2 separate regions of the Sus scrofa genome follow, and region 2 is linked to region 1. A link is a contact called in public HiChIP or PLAC-seq data. All regions are on one chromosome and are shown on one strand. Each heading gives the region's core, a stretch centred on a gene start, on an enhancer-like site or on the middle of the called end of the contact. The rest is flanking DNA. Distances are from core to core; before and after follow the strand shown. Region 1 has its middle 60 kb from the start of HERC1. Region 2 overlaps HERC1 (probable E3 ubiquitin-protein ligase HERC1).

Region 1 (4,538 bases), core at 883-3,382:
AAACAAAAAGCACCACAATAGTATGCTTATCCACAATGCAATCAGTAAGTCAAGCTTGTCTGATTTTAAACAGTAACTTTTCCCCCAGGGACAGCAGGGGCAGGAAGCCTCAGTCACGGCTTCTTGACTGGAATGGGCTTCACAGGTTCTTTTCCAAGAGCACATGAAGAAGGACAAGGGGGCATTTGCCCGCTCGTGTGTGCCTGGTAGGGCATGGAAAGCAAACACACCTTCTGAGCATTTACACATGTCAGTTGTGGAGCTAGGCACTGTTCCGGGGAGCCCAGGCTGGGGACAAACCTGACATTGTAGACATTCAGCTAGCTCATAGATAAGCCGCTTCCTGTAGCCCACGAGGCTGGAAGCACAGATGTGGATGAGGCGAGGGAAGAGAGTGTGGGCACATCAAGGAGGGGCTGGTTCTTCTGAGGACATGGTCATCAGAGGTGGGAGGTAGGCTAGCCTGGAGCAGGGGGCCTCAGTTACTTCTCGTATTCAGACAGTGAAGGCCACTGACAAAAACTCCTGCTTGTCAACCATCACTCACCTCTGGTGGGGGCCAGCCAGCCTCATGGGGCCCCATGGGTCTGCACTGCAGGCCAGTAGGCTTGGTGGGGATCAGGTTCTCCTGGGGAGAAAGAGGCTGGGGAAGGAAGGACAGTGGTCAGTACCTGCCTAACTGGGGACTTCAGCGACTTTATAGATGCTCATCCAGCCCCACGGAAGATGCCCCGAGGTGGCAAGGACCCTCAGGAACTGGCATCAAACTGTTCACGTCATTACAAGTTCTTTCTCAGGTGGAGTTCAAGCCTTCCGGAAGATCCATCTGTTGTCCTGGTTGTATCTCCTGGGGTCACATCCATTTAACAAATATGTAGACAAAGATGAACAAGATGGTCTGTGTCTTCAAATAATCCAAAGGCTGGTGACAAGGACAGGGCAGGATGAAATAGTGGCTAAGCTGTGAGCTGAGGGAGGGATTCTGACTGATGGCAGGAGACCTAGAGGAGGTGGCCTTTGAGGCGGGCTTAACAGAGAAGGGGATTGATGTATGTGGAAGGGACTGTGGAGTCCAGGCCGGGAAAAGCTTGAGTGAAGACACAGAGGCATGAGAGCAGAGCATCTCCTGAGGATGTGGGTAGCCTGGCAGGCTGGGGACCTGGTGGGGAGGGGAGCCGTGGGGGAGGTGGGGGCTGGGTCACAGAGAGGCTTGAGTCTGGGTCTCTATTCAGTGAGCCACAGGGAGGTCCAGAAGTTTTGTGAGACTTTATCAGAGCTGTGATTGACATCAGTGACTCTCAAAGGGTGTCTCCGTCCAGAAGCATCAGCATCTCCTGGGACATTGTTAGAAGTGCGGATTCTCAAGCTCCTCCCCCAGACTTGCTGAATCAGCAACTCTGGGCATGGGTCCTAACCAACTGCTCCAACAAGGCCTCCAGGTGATTCTGATGTTCTGCTCTAGAAGAGCAACCCGGAGAGCTGGGCGAGAGACAGGCGAGGTGCGGGGAATCTGCAGGCAGAGGGCAGTCAGGGCCATTAGAGTCACCTGTGTGGGGCCGGAAGCAGCCTGCCCTGCAGAAGAGGCAGGAGGAGTTAGACAGACTCTGGTTCCCGTGCCTGCCCCTCACCTTCTAGCCTCGTGAACCTGGGCAAAGGACCTGCCTCTCCTGGGCCTCAGTTTCTGCATCTTCAAAGAGGAGTCGCAGCTGGAGGAGGTAGGAGATGGCCAGCAATGGTCTCAGCTCACCCGGGACTGAGGGTTTCATGGGACTCCAGACTTTCAGTGCTAAAACCAGAAGCGTCCAGGACAGAGGGGGTGATTGGTCACCCTACCCCCGATATGGCACCCAGAAAGAAGGACTGCTCAGGATCCTACAGAGAGAATGCACTGAAGGGAAAGCTGCCGAGGGGACCAGAGCCCATTCTGGGGCACTCTGGTGGCGGCTAAAGTTGCCGATCCCTCTTGCCCCCGTTTCTGATGCCCTTGGCCAGGAGCCCATCCCACAGGCCTCTACCTCTGTCTGGCTCTGGAGTCCAGCAGAAAGGGAGATGGGGCCCAGGCCAGGCAAGGGCACAAGGCTGGCTCCCATGGCCATGTCACTGGCCTGGTGCTGGGGTCACATGAAATACCATACGACTGCTGATGCTGCTGGAGGCTGAAAATACCCAGTGCCCTGGCCTGGGCACCTGGCTGACTGTTCTGGGCTGGGATTCAAGGGAGCGGCTGTAGTGTCTGTTACCCCACTAGTCTGGTCTCAATTGGGTTCTCACCACCTCAGCCAGGGGTCTCCAGGGTGAGGTGGCGCCCTAACGTTCCTATAGCTGAGTTTTTAAAAACAGAGGCCTGAGGTGGAACCACCAGATAGAAAGGCCATCCAAGGAATCTTTCTCAGAAAGCTGGGGCAGCTTCTTTCTGAAGATCCCAAGGAACCTCAACATGTATCTTTCTGATCCATGTGCTCATCCATGGACCAATCATGGGGACCCGGAGGGATTAGAGGATTTATTCAGGCCTGAGACCCAGGATCTCAGAGATTGAGGCAGAATCAGCTTCCTCCAAAACTGGTAGGGGGAACTGAGGTCCTTGTCAAGAGAAGGGGAACAGATGTTGGCAGTGTCTTTAGGATTTTCTAGGTATTGTATCATGTCATCTACAACACAGATAGTTTTACTTCTTCTTTTCCAATTTGGATTCCTTTTATTTCTTTTTCTTCTCTGATTGCCGTGGCTAGGACTTCCAAAACTGTGTTGAATAATAATGGTGTATGTGGACATCTTTGTCTTGTTCCTCGTCTTAGCAGAAAGGAAGATATTGGGAGGGACCAAATGTCTCCCTCATTCTCTTCTACTTTCCCAATGGCGCTCTTCACCTCCTGCTGCTCCTTGGATGCCCTCTGCGCTTTCAGGGTTGTTCTCATGAGCAGATTCTCTGGGGTTCATACGGGGCTCCCCACTCACAGATGTACCCACACCTATCCAGGAGAGAGGTCTGCTGCGGCCTCCAAAATCTGCAGGCCCTGCCCACCTGTAGCCCTCCTCCCTGGAAAGAAGCTTCAAACCTAGGCAGGAGGCACTACCTCAGATGTGGAGCTACTGGATTTGAAGTCAAGCCAGGACTCTAGAGCTGAAGCCCTGTTCTGGCAGCTTCTTGGTGCAGTGACTTTTAGCAGGAGCCTCACTTTTCCCTCTTGTAAAAACGGGGATAACGTTGTGTTCTGTGCGCTGTTGTGAGGATTAAATAAATGAATGCATGTGAGCTGATATGGTCAGTGCCCTGTACACGCCCAGAATGTGGCTGTTGCTGCAACAACCATGCTTCTTATTGACATCATACTAAAAGAATAAGAACAAATACATAAATGAGGAAAGTGGAGCAAAAGGGAAAGAAGGCTAGAGATTCTTTGCAGTATATCTGCCCTTAACAACCAAACCACTCTGGTGATTGTGTGTGTGTGGTTGGCAGGGGGGCATCGCATGGAGGGGCCACGCTTCTTATTACTAAGAGGCCACGCTTCCTGGGCGTCTCCGCGCCGTGGGTGGGGCCTGCACTCTCCACAAGCCGGGTTAGTTAGGGCGCCTCAGTGCCAGACCCGGGGCATCGTCTGCTTTCCACACAGCTTGGTTCCACCAGGAACCAAGTGCCCTCACATGACCATCACCAAACACAAAACCAGCTCTCTTCCTACCTGTCCGTGCCAGGGGCCGTTTGGATTAGAGAAGTATCAGTGATAGTGGTCCCGCTTGTTTTGTGTCAACCATGTGCCAGGTGATTTGCGTATATTATGTTTTCATAACAATCCTGAAAAAGAGCTGTTGTCCCTGTTTCACCAATGAGGAAAACTAAGGCTCAGAGAGGTGAATGACTTCTCTAAGACCATAAACTCACAGGAGAGTTTGAGCTCACATCCGCTTCTCTCTGGCTGCCAAGCCCAAGTGCGCTCTACCACACAGTGGGGAGAAAGAGACCTGAGGTCCTGATCATCAATTCCTGTGGGACAGGCAAGTGCCTCCTGTGGGTCCTCAGTTTTTTCACCTGTGACTTAGGTGATGCCTAAGGTCAGGGTTCTGTTCTCCTGGCATCTGATTTCTTGGAGGCTCTCTGCTGCCATGGGTACAGAGCACAGTGAGGACAGAACTGTGACACAGGAGACCACGGTATTTCCTGTTTCTTCTTGTGAGGCTCTTCCTCTGGCCAGGCTAGTGTCTTTCCACTGGCAGACAGCTTTGAACCCAGGAGTCACCCCCCAGGCTGCTTTGCCCTGTTCTCCCAACATTGCTACCCACAGCCTCAAACAGAGCATTTTCAGTCTCTGCTGGGTTCTGCCATCTTTGAGAAGACCTAGCAGGGAAGCTAAGATACGTATCTGAATTAAGGGGTGAGGAGCTAATGGGCTTTTTAATTGTGTTTTACCAGTATCTTTTGGAAACAGTGTCATAAACCCAAAGAGCAAGCAGCCAATTTAGTAACTTCATCAGTGTCTGTCTGTCAGAGTCCCTCAACCCCCTGCACATTCATTGTGGTTTTTGCTCTACTTGGC
Region 2 (4,216 bases), core at 1,266-3,765, 160 kb after region 1:
AACAGTATCTTCAAGTTTCATTTATTTTTTTTGTTCTTTTGCCTTTTATTATTCGTTCCCATTCATATCTCTGTGCTCCCAATTCACATTCCTAGTCTTGTAGTCTACTGAGATTCCTCTGTCCATTTAATTTTTCAAAGTTGATCATTCTCATTATCTAGTCTCCCCAGCCTTGTGGTAATTTTGTAATAGAACATGTCACTTCTCTCCTCAAAACCTCCAATGACTTTTTCCTCAGAGTAGAAGCCTAAGTCCCTACAGGGGTTTTTAAGACTTGAGGTATCCTGGCCTCGCTCCTCTCTGATCTCCTCTGCTGCTGCTCTTTTTCTTGGTAGACTCTTCTGCTACACTGACCTCTTCACCACATAACTTCCCCACAGGGCCTTTACATGGCTGTTTCTTCTGATTGGAATACTGTTGTCTGCAGGCAAATTCCCTCACTTCTGCTCTTCATTCTGATGTTACTTTTTCAGTGATGCCTACCCTGACCACTCTATTTAAAATTACAGTTTGTTTTCTTTTCCAGATATGCACTCTTTGTTCCACAGTAGGTTCTATTGATTTTGCCCTTGGGCAAGACACTTAACCTTTCTGAGCCCCAGCTTCTTATCTTTGCAATGGGGAATAACTACCTGTTACACTTGCTCAGGTGGGTTTTTAAAACATGTTGAAAGTTATGTTTTAAAAACATAATGAGAAGACAGATAAATGGAGGTGGCTTGAAACTAGATTTAACTGCCAAGTCTAGTTTCTACAGAATTCTAAAAAGATTAATAAACACATTTTTGAAAAAGATGGACTCTTGATCATCTTTCCTTATGGAATATTTAGAATGATAGTGTCATAAAAGGTGAAAAAACCAAGAACAAGAGAGAACAGATTCTCTTGTAAATGAGGCAGCCTGGGCTGAACCTTCAGCTTCAGAGAGCCTGGTATAGACAAAGAGGAGCAAGTAGTGGGGGTGTACTTAGGGTTTTTCCAGTTGAACTATGTTACCCTTCTGTCTGAGGTTATTTAGGATTACCATTCCTATCTTTGATATCTATTAGTACTTCATTTACTCTGAATTGTTAGTAAATGTTTTCTTAAAATAACTGAAGTTAATCAGTTCAGTGCTAAATTTGTGTTTCATAAAGAGTATTATGTGATCGGAGTTCCTGCTGTGGTGCAAGGGGATCAGTGGTGTCTTGGGAGCACTGGGATGTAGGTTCAATCCCTGGCCCCGCATGATAGGTTAGGATCCAGCCTTGTTGCAGCTGTGGTTTAGGTCCCAGCTGTGGCTCCAGTCTGATCCCTGGCTTGGGAATTCCCATGTGCTTCGGGGAGGCCGGAAAGGGGAAAAAAAAAAAAAAAGAGTTTTATGTGATATCCTATTTAATTCTCTGTCTTAGTAAACAGAGAAACCTAAATGAACATTTACACAGTTAAACCCTGATTGACAGTTGTCACTCTCATCAGTATTTCTTTTTCTTTTTTCTTTTTTTTTTTCTGTCTTTTGTCTTTGTCTTTTTAGGGCCGTACCCGCGGCATATGGAGGTTCCCAGGCTAGGGGTCTAATTAGAGCTGTAGCTGTTGGCCTACACCAAAGCTGCAGCAACACCAGATCTGAGCCGCATCCTGCAACCTACACCACAGCTCACGGCAACACCGGATCCTTAACCCACTGAGCAAGGTCAGGGATTGAACCCGAAACCTCATGGATCCTAGTCGAATTTAGTTCTGCTGCGCCACGACAGGAACTCCTTTATCAGCATTTCTTACTGTGCTCTCCCAATTTATCCCCCACATTTCCCTACTCTCCTATTTCATGAAGAATTTGATTTAACATCCATGAATAAATACTGTTTATAAAAGTATAAATTAGGTGAATAAATTATGTCTAAAAGAAGCTGAGAGAGGAAAATAAAGCCCTGAGTAAGATTTCCACACCTCTGCACATATCCTGTGGTGGTGTATTACAGATTGGCCACCAAATAGGAAAAAGCATGAGTTAATACGATTTAGTGTCTAAAAGGTAAGACTAAACCAGGTTTTCAGGAGAAACTTAGATGTTTCTCGTTCTGAGGCATGAGATAAAAGGTCCTGTGTAATAAAAATGTTATATACATGAAATGGTAATATCTTTATAGCTATTGTGACAACTCTTTGGTATTTGGTCTATCAAATGGCCTGAGGACATACTTATTTCTGGTGTGCGAGCGCGCGCGCGTGCGTGCGTGTGTGTTAGACAAAATGTATTTATCCACAGTGTGCATGCATATGTCTGTATGTGTTAGCAGGAAAAGATTTCCTGAACTGATCTGTTTTATTACTTCTGCACGCATTCTTCTTTGCCACAAACTTTTTTATTATGTGATAGAATACAGTTGAAATTGCCAAGACCATAATGTCAAGTCTATACATAAATTTAAGTCACATGGTTTGTTTATGGCTGGGTGTACATATGAGAGAGTAGATAGTTCTCAACAGTGCCTCCCCACCACACACACACACACACACACACACACACACACACACACACACACAGAAATATACTCCCATTCTTCCTAAAAGCCTTCACTCTTTATTAAGCTGTCTGCAGTTTCACCAGTTTGAGATTTCTTCTGTTATTTAAAAGCGTTTTAAAATATTTTAAAATACTACCAGAAGGCTTAGAACTATGTATCAGATTCTCTTCTTCTGTATACTTAGCCAAGGCTAATGAGAGTTGAAAAGAATGGAAAGTGAGGATAGATCAAGTAGTTATTTTGGAAAATGGGACTTTGCTATAGCTGCTTTAGGCATCTAGGACTTGGCTACAGAGGATATTAATAAGAGATCATGAACTCCCTGGTGACTCAGTGGCTTAAGGATCTGGCATTGTCACTGCTGTAGCTCTGGTTACTGCTGTGGCACATGCTCAGTCCCTGGCCTGGGAACTTTTGTATGCTGCAGGTGCTGCCAAAATCATACTGTGTTTGGAATATAAAAGACAAAGATTCCAAAGAAGAAAAGGTGACAACAAAGAAAAACTTCTACTGTTTTACAGTGTTAATTGGCTTTATATTTTAGTATCTTAGAGTCTTGTGCCTGGGCTCTCTTACAGCTGTTTTCACTGGGTTTTTAGAGATTTTTTGTTCTTAGCCTGGCATGACTGGTGAATAAATAGCGCATTGCTATAATTATATAGTTTATTTTTTATTCCAATATTCAGTTAACTCTTAATTGTAAAATAATTTTCACAATTTTATTATTTATTTTTAACTTAGAGTGGAAGACGAAACGTTGATTTGGATTTGGCATCATCTCATAGAAAGAGAGGTAAGCATTAACTATTAAATATCTGATGAAATTAAGTAGCTCTTTTTATGTCTGATGTATTTAGATCTGTCATTGAAACATTTTATCAGAAAAGTTAAAAGGAAGATCATTTTCTTTAAAATATATACCCTTAAAAAGTCTGGGACTGTCTAGGAGTTAATCAGTTTTGTTTCTCATTTGTTGTGTGTTTTGACTTTTTAAAAGTCCTGTAGAACTCCAGAAGCAGTACTTTACATTGTGGGGGGTTATGGACATAATTTGCCATGTTTTAGCTCACTGGTAGAGTAGCTATAGTTTAAAAGGTGTTACAGGGAGAACTATTTATCCCATTTGCCTATCATACACACATTCTACTTTCAAACTGAAAGTTTCTAGTTTTTTCCTCCTTGCCTCTCAAGTTAGAGAATGTGAAAGATGAGCAAATGATTTCTTTAAAAAACTTTTCCCATGAGGAACAATTTTAGAGTGTCATCAAGTGTTAAGCTCATTTGTTAAAAGCTGTATCTTAAGGAATAATATAGTTACCTCGTTTATATGTACAAGTAGATGGAAAGAACAGCACTTTTAGATAATACAACTCCAAGGTAACTAAAAACTCTCCAAATATTGTTCTCTATTAATTGGCACTTTTATTTTTTTTTTTTGTCTTTTTGCCATTTTCTTGGGCCTCTCTCGCAGCATATGGAGGTTCCCACGCTAGGGGTCGAATCGGAGCTGTAGCCACCAGCCTACGCCAGAGCCACAGCAACACTGGATCCGAACCTCGTCTGCAACCTACACCACAGCTCACGGCAACGCCGGATCGTTAACCCACTGAGCAAGGGCAGGGATCGAACCCGCAACCTCATGGTTCCTAGTCAGATTCGTTAACCACTGCGCCACGACGGGAACTCTGGCACTTTTATTTTTATTGAAC

What was found. HiChIP or PLAC-seq counts read pairs in DNA pulled down with a chosen protein or histone mark.
Region 2: a contact with region 1 is called in an H3K27ac HiChIP or PLAC-seq map of skeletal muscle. The contact joins two enhancer-like sites. A contact is called at or near these places in 4 of 47 Hi-C or Micro-C datasets (embryonic fibroblasts, heart right ventricle and skeletal muscle) and 1 of 2 datasets of contacts at active chromatin or transcription factors (skeletal muscle).

Annotation. Positions count from the first base shown.
Region 1 is chr1:108,143,614-108,148,151 of Sscrofa11.1, forward strand. No RefSeq gene overlaps it. Among named protein-coding and RNA genes, the nearest start is that of HERC1, 60 kb to the right of the region's middle. Within about 2 kb of position 2,133, at least 3 of the 83 cell types and tissues checked have an H3K27ac peak or open chromatin away from gene starts, as enhancers often do. A contact at or near this core is called in skeletal muscle, where this site is marked.
Region 2 is chr1:108,304,921-108,309,136 of Sscrofa11.1, forward strand. It overlaps HERC1 (probable E3 ubiquitin-protein ligase HERC1), which reads left to right. Exons shown (of 78, transcript XM_021094078.1): 25 at 3,249-3,300. Among named protein-coding and RNA genes, the nearest start is that of HERC1, 100 kb to the left of the region's middle. Within about 2 kb of position 2,516, at least 2 of the 83 cell types and tissues checked have an H3K27ac peak or open chromatin away from gene starts, as enhancers often do. A contact at or near this core is called in skeletal muscle, where this site is marked.